Linked DNA regions of Mus musculus: regions 1 and 2 are each linked to region 3. Evidence: chromatin contacts called from public ChIA-PET data. All regions are on one chromosome and are shown on one strand. The core of a region is the stretch at or near the end of the contact, and the rest is flanking DNA. Distances in the headings are between cores, read along the strand shown. Region 1 holds the start of Sell (selectin, lymphocyte). Region 2 overlaps Selp (selectin, platelet). Region 3 holds the start of Xcl1 (chemokine (C motif) ligand 1).

Region 1 (3,244 bases), core at 478-2,977, 870 kb after region 3:
CTTTACTGTGCATGTATGAAACTCTCAAAAGCAAAGAAAAATTTATAAAAACAAAGAGAGGGTGTGTTCACTTGTTCTGAGCTGAAAGTCCAGGTGAGAGAAGAAGGAGAGCTAACATAAGTTAGCTCAGACAATGGTTCAAATTTATTGATGAAGAGTCTCTAAGGCTTAAGCATAAAACATGTAACATCAAAAGAAAGACACAAAAGCCCCTAAAATAAAAACAAAACCCCAGCCCTCAGGCAGCCCACGCTCTGGACTGTGGAAGTTCATTTTGGGCACAGCAAACTATTAATAGAAAATGAAATGTAGAATAAGCATAACGTGCCTTATTAGAGGTTTGTCAATTAACTGTACTCCTTCCTAACAGAGGACTATTGTGTAGATATCAGGATTTGGGCACATCACTAGAGAATGTCAATGCTAAGCTGGTATTAGGGGGACTCAGAAAAGTTCTGAAGGTCAGAGAAAGAATGAGAGTCCTTAAAAGAATTAATAGCCAAAAATAAAAAATACAAAAACAAAAAAAAAAATAAAACAAAAAAGCAACAAAAAAAAGAATTAATAGCCATCTACCTGATTGTATTCCCTGCAACTATGTACTTTCAATGAATATTTAAGAAAAGAACAATCACTGCCTAAGGCTTAGCCAAAAACAAAGGACATACCACAACAGAGCAGTGTCCAGACCCACAGCTTCAGGATGTTCCTCGAGCCCCAGTAAGTACCCTCACATCTCCATGGAAACACCTGTAAATGAAGTGCAAAATATTTAAACTCTGAACTGCAAACTTATAGCACCATGAGGCAGTGCCCTGGCACTTCTTCAATTCACAGATAAAGCCCATCAGCCCACTATCAACCGTATCCAAGGTAAACTATTTGGGGGGGGGTGGGTGTCATGGCTGAAAATTATGGCATCTACTTCATTACACACTGGTACACTACTTTATTTCATTTTCCTTCCAGGTTTCAGTCCCAGGTTGTTGATCATGATTAATGTTATGCTTTCCGATATTTCGGTATTCTTTGTACCTACTTTTCGACTGAGCTTTAAATCAAACAGAATCTTAATTTTTTTAATGCTCTTGTTTTTAATGCTCTTGGGGTCTAATGAACCAGTGACACTCACATTTGCCTTTCACGCTGGGTCATGAAGGAGCCATACCTCAAATATATGAAAGAATGATGTAGCCAGAAGCCAGGAAAGGCAAGCATTGCTTTTTTCAAGTAAGAAGCAATATATTTTTAATAACTCAAACAACAAAGCCATAGGCTTTCTGCACATCTTAAAACTGTAGTTTTGGATGTATATCACTCCTCAGGGAGTCACTCTGTGTCACCGCAAAGGTCTAATCTTATCTGTGCCCCTTCCAGCATTCCATCAAAGCAAACACCAAGGGAGAAAATCAGCAAGAAAGAGTCTAGAGTCATTTTCTTGAGACAGCATGCGTAGGGGTTTTGTTGTTGTTGTTGTTCTTGTTCTTGTTTGTTGGTTTCTATATTTCTTAAACGCAGAAATGATAGCTTCTTGCCCCCTTGCCACCTGCCTCTTCAACCCCAAGGAAAATTTTGAATATCTAGAGATCTCTTATAGGCTGGGATGCTCACCATGGCTTGCTGGGTCTCTCTGCAAGTCTCTCTGCAGGCCTCAGCCTCCTGCACCTGGGGCTCAGAGTTCTTGCACAAGGAGGGCGTGCTGCGCTCAGGAAGAATGTGCCAATGTCACCAGTGGGGTTTGCTTTCTTTCATTTCTCCAGCCCAGCCTCACATCCTCCGCCCCCAATTCTTCCTCTTTCTCTTCTCTCTCTCTCTCTCTCTATCTCTCTCTCCCCACCCCTTTCCTAATCTGGGCTCAATCATTTGCCCCAAGAACACAGTAGTGGACCAGAAGCTATGCCCCCTGCTCAGGATATCCCCAGTTTGGAAGGAGGAAAGGAAAGGGAGAGATATTGTAATTATATTATAATCCCCCAAATTAAAAAAAAAAAATAGAAAAAAAAAAAAGAAGCAATGGCAACTGGATTCTTCCCCACATCCTCTTAGTCCTTTCTGGTTACCTATGCCTCCTTCCCGTCCCTTCCCTTCCCTACCCTTCCCCTCCTCTACCTTCCCTTCCCCTCCCCTTTTTTCTCCTCCCTTCCCTTCCATTCTTCTCCCTTCCCACCCCACTTTCCTTTGTGTTCCTTGTTTTGTTTATAAACTCCCGACCATGGGGTAGGGGACCCTGGTCGTACCATAGATTAAAAACTTATTTCAGAGCTAGTTCACTTGCTCTTGAACTTCGGGAGCTTTCTGGAAGACTTGACCCAACTTAGTTCCTCTCCTTCCTCTTTCCTCGTTCACCCCCTAGTGGAAGTCCTTGTTAATGGCTCTTCTGAAAGCAAAATCCTAAATAAAATCCCAGGGCTCTAACTTAGAGAGGTTGGGGGACCTAGAAATACCTTGAGTAGAAAGTGTGAAGAGGGTAAGACAGCATATAAAGTTTGAATTCAGCCATTCAAAAGCAATCTGGAGGAAGTCACTGACATAATAGTATTTAAACTGTAAGAAAGTTAGTAATAATGACAAAAAATGGCATGTATGTGTCAACATACACACAGACACACACACACAAATATAATGTAGTAGCAACAATAACAACACTAGAACTTAACAGGTCATCTTAATTACCTTTGAAAGTCTAAAATGGGGCAGTGGTGGCGCACGCCTTTAATCCCAGCATTTGGGAGACAGAGGCAGGCAGATTTCTGAGTTCAAGGCCAGCCTGGTCTACAGAGTGAGTTCCAGGACAGCCAGGGCTACAGAGAAACTCTGTCTCGAAAAACAAAAACAAAAAACAAAAACAAACCAAAAAAAAAAAAAAGCTGAGCAGTGGTGGCGCACGCCTTTAATCCCAGCACTTGGGAGGCAGAGGCAGGCAGATTTCTGAGTTCGAGGCCAGCCTGGTCTACAGGATAACCAGAGCTATACAGAGAAACCTTGTCTCGGGGGGAAAAAAAAACCTAAAACAAAACAAAATAATAATAATAATAAAAAAGAAAGTCTAAAATGCTACAGAGGAGTAACTATTACTAGTCTCATTTTTTAATGTATTTGTTCTTAAGTAATTTCATAGTTCCTTGGTGCTTAATCCACCCCCATCTCCCACTGCTTGTCATTCCCTGGAAACTCACCAACATATCCCCCAACTTCACATGCTTGCTTGCTTCTTTATAATCTATGGAGTCTAAGTAGTCTTGCT
Region 2 (3,361 bases), core at 680-3,179, 800 kb after region 3:
GTGCTTTACTCAATTTTAAAAAAGGTTATTCGGCAAGAAAGAGATTTTTGGTCTAGATCCTCACACCTGTTGTTTACATATGAGATATGAAGGTATTTCTTCCCTCTCTGGTGGTATCTGAGAAGTCACAAGGAAGGACAGACCCACGTGCCTACCTTCACACGTGGGAGGGGTGCCTGTCCAGTGTCCAGATGGAGAACAATCCAGTCTTTCCGGTCCAGATAGATAAAATCCTTCATCGCACATGAACTGGCATGTGGATTTGTAGGTGGAATTCCCAAGAGGCTGAACGCAGGTCATGGATCCATTCTCAGGACTGAGCATAGGGGCACAGGACACAGCTGTAGTGAGGAGGACAGAGGGAGAGGGGCTTATGTTAGAGCTTGGCATTTTCAAACCCCCCCCACTCCCGGCCCCTGTGTGACTGCTCTCTGTCTTTCTCTACATTTAGCTAAAGGTGGTCATTTTCTGGCTTTTTATCTTTAAGGCATCAGGGAGCAGGGAGGTGGGTGACAGCTATGGCTTACCACTGACTGTCATTCTGAGATCTCACCCACTCAGGGTTTCAGAAGTGATTGTAAAAGGGACTTGGCACCCTTTAGAGAGATAGTGGCATGCTTCACGTTGAATGCCCTAGACCTCAGGGAAAGTCGCCCCCTTGATGTCTTCTTGAGAAACAAACCGGATGATGTTTCCAGCAAACAATGCCAAGAACTTAGAGGTGAAAGTGGGGGTGATTTCTTTCTCTTTCCCAGCCAGTGGTGAGAGAATCTGGGTCTACGTCTTAGCTTATACTATGCACGGTGACCCCTTTGCAGCCGTGGATGCTTTATTTTCAATGAAAATCTGTGACTCTTGCCTCACAGTACTTTTTATTTATATAGCAAGTCACACTTAGGCCACACTCAAAGATTAAATGTAAAAGGGAATAAAGTGGATACATATTTCATTGGTTGTCTGTAAATGACAATTTTCACCACTTCCCAGAAGTCTCAACCTGCAGGACCAGGCATAAATGACCCGCCAAGATAATGAAATCAGGTCTCCCAGTTATTTGGCAGCATATATAAACACAAGTCTGAGGTGCTTGGAGACTGGCTTGGATTGGGACTGACACTTTATGACTTTGGACAAGCCACTTAACCTCTCTGAATCTTGATATCTTAACGACTTAGTCAGATCGAGAGCGAACAGATTCTCGGTGCCAATGTCAGTAGCTGTCAAGGTGGACCTCTCTCGAGGGAGCTCGTGGTACCTTCCTGCCTTAACCACATGTGGGTATGTCACTTGACGCAATGAAGCCCAGATGAATCATGCTGACACTCGGAAGGGAAGGGCTAAGTGTAAACACGGTCTCGGGGACTTCTGCTCCTTGTCTTGGTTATGCAGTATATGGCTTTAAATCAGAGGAAATGGGGCAGCAGTCCTTGTTGTTTCCAGGTACTGTCTGCACCTTTCTTGTCCCTTCATTCCATACCGTCCCTGGCAGTACACCTCTCACTCTAATCAACTTATACAGAGACTGAGATACAGTCTGCCACTTGCAAAGTCTTCCTGTGTTCAGTGTGTGTGTGTGTGTGTGTGTGTGTGTAGAGAGAGAGACAGAGAGAGAGAGAGAGAGAGAGAGAGAGAGAGAGAGAGAGAGAGAGAGAGAAGGCTGTAAGCCAGAAATGCAGAGGGGAAAAGGGTGTGGGTCCTTGCTTTGGTGAAGTCATGGCAGAGTCATTTCCAGCTCTCCAGTGACTTTGCAAGGATGAGTGTAGAGGGCTGTGGGGACGGTGACAAGGAAAATGATCTGATAACGCTCTCTCCCTCGGAAGTGTCACAATAGCTTGTGGATTTCAGGCCTCGTGGTACCTTCCTGCCTCAACCGCATGTGGGTATTTCACTTGATGCACACCCAGTAAGAAGAGGAGAAAGTTCCCTCAGAGTAAACAAAGGGCTAAAAGCAGAAGGGAACTGGAAGGTCACAGGAAGCTGTGGTGAGTGGCAGGCCCTGGCAGTGAACACCCACAGGCAGGACTGTGGAGCAATGAGTAGCTTTCCTGGAAGGGTCTGATCCTCCTGATAATCCTGCTGAGGATTTTGGAGCTCTTCCTCAAAGCTGTATAGACTTCAGTGTCGTGAGGATAAGAGCAAGGGACAAGCCCAGAGCCTCACTCTGTTCTATCCAGACCCAGTTCCTCAATCCCAACCCCAACTCCAGAACTTGACTTAGGTTCTGATGCCTTGAACGAAGGATATCGTATTATGCTGTTAATTAATTAATTAGTTATTCATACATGAATTGTTTGCTTTATAATGGTGTGTGTGTGTGTGTGTGTGTGTGTGTGTGTGTGTGTGAGAACACTTGTGGGACCTGAATAGCAAGTGGTTTCTTTTTCATGAAAAACGTGCTTGCTTTTACTCATATATTTGAAAGCCCATACTAAGTTAAGTGATACAGAAATATTTCACATTGCACATATTAAGTATATTGTTAAAATCAAATATACACAATAAAATACTATTACAAAAATTGCATGAGAGCATATCAGAAGCACTTAGAAATATTTCCTTTGGATGGTTGATATTTACGAGACTATTTTAATGTCTCTATTTTCCTATATATCTGTAGATTTTACAAATATAAATCTTGTTTTGTTAAAAGTGTTTGTCATAAATTTGGCTAAAGTTTTGGGTACATTGAAAGAGAAAGAAATGGGAAAATATGAAAATCACACACTATAAAGTCAGGTGACTAGAACAGCTCTGCTTCACACAGGATGTTATGGTGCTCACAGGACATGCTGGCTTCTTAACACCGAGTCTAACACAGATAGATATAAATTGTCCTAATGAGGCTATGCTTTGCTTTCTTCCGAGAATGCTTTAATCTCCAGTTCATGGCACGGATTCTCCCCAGTGCTCCACACTATAGCCTAACTATGTTTCTCCAGTGTTAAACAGAGAATGCTTACTTCTAGATTCTGTAATTCTGCCTTTCTCATTCCTCCCGGACATGCCATGACCCCTACCAAGAAAGTGTCAGATCAGTCTTGGAGCCAACACTCAGAGTTAAGTTTTCTTTCCCGTCCTCTTTCTGGACCCCGTGCTTAGTGAGTACCACTGTGATAGGAGCCTGCCAGTCCTGATGTAGATTCTGATAAAGACACCGCAAAGGTCACCACATTGTTATCATTGCTAAATATCCTGACACTCATGATGTTTGCTTAGTCTCTGACGACATTTGTATCTGGAATCCTTGGGGGTAGAGGATGAAGGAGTTAGGGACAGACAGCACTCGCTAATTTCTCAAGGTACACCTTATCCAGTTACCACCTCAGATATAGCCTTTAAGAATATTGCCTTCAACTTACTG
Region 3 (3,469 bases), core at 316-2,815:
AACAGTGCCCAAGACTTTCTCGAGCGAGTCTAAGATGCCATATTTGTATTTTAGAATCGGGACAGCATAACAGCACACTCATTAGTCCATATGAGGCAGGAACAGCCATTTGAATAGCAAATGTGTTCAGGGTTTAAGTGGTACAGTTGTAGAAAGAGCTTAAAATACATTCTGAGAGTGCAGATGAAGTCTGCTTGGCTTGACTGGCATTAATCAAAAACTTCTTAGAGATTAATTTATGATCCTCATGGAAATATAAATTTATTTTATATCTCTAATATTAATGAAAAATCTTATAGAATACAGAGTATCAGTAAGCATATTTTATTGACAACTATATAAACTAAGAAACAAAACTAAAATGGAATATCAGAAAGGTTGGTATAATCGATATACTTAATCTCTGTTGGAGACATTGCAAATGAAAACTATATTTTGGGAAGATTATATAAAGGTAGCAAGAGCTACAAGTACAGCAGTATGCTTTCTCCCACTATCCATCTTCCAAATTATTAATGGAATCAGGCCAGATTATACTATTGAAAAAAATAGCCTTAGAGCTGTATCTGTGTTGTAGTAGCAGAGGAGGCTATTTAATGCATGAAAGCTTGCTCAAAGTACAAGAGCAAAGACAGAAGAAACAGGAGCAGCTATTTAACTTTTTAGTTTGCTGAAACAGCAATTGTCATGATCATGATTGTGTACACGAACACCCTTAGAAGGGAGACTTCTGGAGCTTTTATTCTATTTACTTACTTGTATGTATGTGAGTCTACCTGCACCTGTAGTCAGGTGCTCATGGAGATCAGAGGAGGCTATCAGATCCCCTGGAGCAGGGCTGATAAGTGACTGTGAAGGGCACAGATGCGGGTGCTGGGGATAGAAGTCTTTTTTTTCTTTCTAAGATAAGATTGTAGAACAGCAATAAGCTTAACCAGACCAGTGTATGTCTGTTTCCCCCAACCAGCAAGCATGCATAGAGATATGCTGTTGCTCCTCCTCCTGTTGAAGAAATGGGTGCAACCTGAGCAAAGCTAAGGAAGAAGGAGATGAAGAAGGAGAAGCCAGAACAGCAGCAAGCTCTTTGCTTTCCTGTGGAGTCAGGCAGGGCCACGGGGGGCTGATTTGTGGTTGTCGACGCCTTCAGTCCCAGGCAGCAGGTGGGATGGACCACCGTGACCACACCACCTCATTTCCTTTGCCCAGTTATCACACTGAGCCATGACACGGACTGGCTTCAGGATGGAAGATCCGACCTTAGCTTCACAACTGTATAAAAAAAAAAAAAGACAACTACACTTCATCTCATGCTCACATTTAGTTTCAATGACACATTAACCACACAGGGAGAAGAAAAGGCCACAAGGTCTCATGTTGGTGTGAACAAGGCAAAGGAACTTGTGTTTAAATTTAAAAAAAAAAAAGAGAGAGAGAGACAGAAAATATCATCATCATTGCAAAGACTTTCCGTGATTCCACACCCACCCCGAAAGCCCCTCGCAACCCAGGAAGTGTGCTGACCATTGAGGGTAATAAAAGGGGCTCCTGGGGAGTCTGCTCCACATTCTTCTTGCACAGCCCAGCAAGACCTCAGCCATGAGACTTCTCCTCCTGACTTTCCTGGGAGTCTGCTGCCTCACCCCATGGGTTGTGGAAGGTAAGCTGAGCAGATATTAATGGGATAAAGAAGAGGTGGGCTCATATGCTAGGTTTGACTTGGGTTTTGATTAGAATAACTGCTTTCTCCAGGTAAGCCTCAAACTTCATATACAGAATGGGAAGTGCTAATTTCAACTCAGATAGTTTGGACTCATGTTTATTTATTTAAAGTTGAATATTCTGTCTATATATCTCAACACTGTGAGCTGAAATTAAAATGGAATAATCTGATTTTTTTTTACTGATGATTACTTAAGCACATTAAATATCCTTAGAATGATATTTTTATTAATTCTGGCAATGCTTGCAAATGAGTCTTGCTTTTGTTTACTTAAAATTGATTTGATAAATTATCAGACTCTTAGAGTTTCTTCACAGTGGGGAATGTGCTCAAAGGCATATGTTCAGAAGCAAATCAATGCTTTCTACTTGCAAAAGACAAGAAAAAGGTGACCAGAAGTTCATAACTTCATATCAAGAGAACCAATATTATTCTCAACTAAATGGAGGAGTCTGCCAATATTGTTGAGAATATTATAACTTATGATAGAGTTCTTGAGTTTGTAAGACAGCCTTTGATACTGAGAGTAACAGATAATTCACAGTGACAAATGAGCCTGGAAGATATTCCCAGGTAAGATGCAAAAGCACTGAGCTCATTGTTCGGCTGATGTTTCCTAAAAGGTCACCTTTTCCTACTGGCTGGAGTTGACTTACAGATCTATTTGTATTCTGTTCTGCACACTTAGACTATAATATTATAATTTTATCAGAGATTCTACATGGGCATAAAGGGAGTAAAGGAAACAGGCTGGAAATCCTTGACATTGGGTGAAAGCAGGAATATTGACAAAGAAAAAAACCTTCAAGGATATTCTGTTAGGTTACATGCTGCTAAAGGAATGGCATTTTGAGTTGACAGGTGTCCTGTCCGGCTGGACTCAGGATAGGGCAGGCCTGGAGGTGGTCTGTGAGAGCTGGAGGAAAGGTGGTCTTGCTCTCAGTTTTGCAAATTTTCTACTCAAAGGAGGTTTGGAAAGCTTTGGTGGTTTTTAGTGTATGCCAAATGGGACAAAAGTAATTTTTGCTTTGACTTAATTCTGCAAATGTTTTAATAGACCACCTAACATTGCTGAGAAACAGCAAGTTTCTAGGTATAGAAGACAATAGGGCTCTGCCAGCCTTGGGTAGCCACGTGCACTTGACACGTAGAAATACCGTTCTTAATAGTGATGGAAAGCTGAAAGAGACCAGAATTCCTTTTTCTATTGAGTCCAGAGTAGTTCAGCATAGGATATTGGCTGGGTAAAGAATGTTCAGGTTGGCGTTGAGAATGAAGGAGAGGAGCCGTAAGAAAAGCGGCGCAAGCAAACAGTCTCTAGTTGCTCATCATGGACAAATGGCTTCCTGTGGTGGCAACAGCAGAGTTCATCCTTGATCGTTATCAATGATGACTTGAGATCCTTCTGCAGCTGTGAAGCACATAGCAGTAGCTCCATCTAGGGAGAGCATTAACATGTCAATACTTTGCTTATTTGGATTTTAACCAATTCCTAAGTCTCATGGGCTCTCCTACGATATCTTTCCTTGTGCAATGGAAGGTGGAGTTATGAACTTAATTGGCCTCCTTGGTCCATCCCTCTGAGAAGAAATCCCGAGGAAACCCTTCCATACTGCGTTTCATATCTGACTTATAAAATGGGGACACATCTATTTGTTCAGTCAGATGTGAACTGTACTCTGCCTTGAATGTTATCTTCCCCAGTTCACTTGGTACCACGTTAATCTTTTACCTAATTCACAGCACAGT

Evidence for each region. ChIA-PET counts read pairs in DNA pulled down with a chosen protein or histone mark.
Region 1: a contact with region 3 is called in an RNA polymerase II ChIA-PET map of memory CD8 T cells, with 10 read pairs. The contact joins the promoter of Sell here to the promoter of Xcl1 in region 3. A contact is called at or near these places in 2 of 39 promoter capture datasets (the 3T3-L1 cell line and pre-B cells) and 1 of 115 datasets of contacts at active chromatin or transcription factors (memory CD8 T cells).
Region 2: a contact with region 3 is called in an RNA polymerase II ChIA-PET map of memory CD8 T cells, with 10 read pairs. The contact joins the enhancer-like site here to the promoter of Xcl1 in region 3. A contact is called at or near these places in 4 of 39 promoter capture datasets (embryonic stem cells, liver, pre-B cells and 1 more) and 1 of 115 datasets of contacts at active chromatin or transcription factors (memory CD8 T cells).

The regions. Positions count from the first base shown.
Region 1 is chr1:164,060,559-164,063,802 of GRCm38.p6, reverse strand. Sell (selectin, lymphocyte) reads right to left here and starts at 1,727. Exons shown (of 9, transcript NM_011346.2): 1 at 1,612-1,727; 2 at 669-750. The coding sequence starts at 1,614. It overlaps Gm51665 (a long non-coding RNA gene), which reads left to right and starts at 811. Exons shown (of 2, transcript XR_003948100.1): 1 at 811-873.
Region 2 is chr1:164,134,084-164,137,444 of GRCm38.p6, reverse strand. Selp (selectin, platelet) reads right to left here. Exons shown (of 16, transcript NM_011347.2): 9 at 156-341. Among named protein-coding and RNA genes, the nearest start is that of F5, 16 kb to the left of the region's middle. Within about 2 kb of position 1,929, at least 142 of the 459 cell types and tissues checked have an H3K27ac peak or open chromatin away from gene starts, as enhancers often do. A contact at or near this core is called in memory CD8 T cells, where this site is marked.
Region 3 is chr1:164,933,618-164,937,086 of GRCm38.p6, reverse strand. Xcl1 (chemokine (C motif) ligand 1) reads left to right here and starts at 1,565. Exons shown (of 3, transcript NM_008510.2): 1 at 1,565-1,657. The coding sequence starts at 1,597.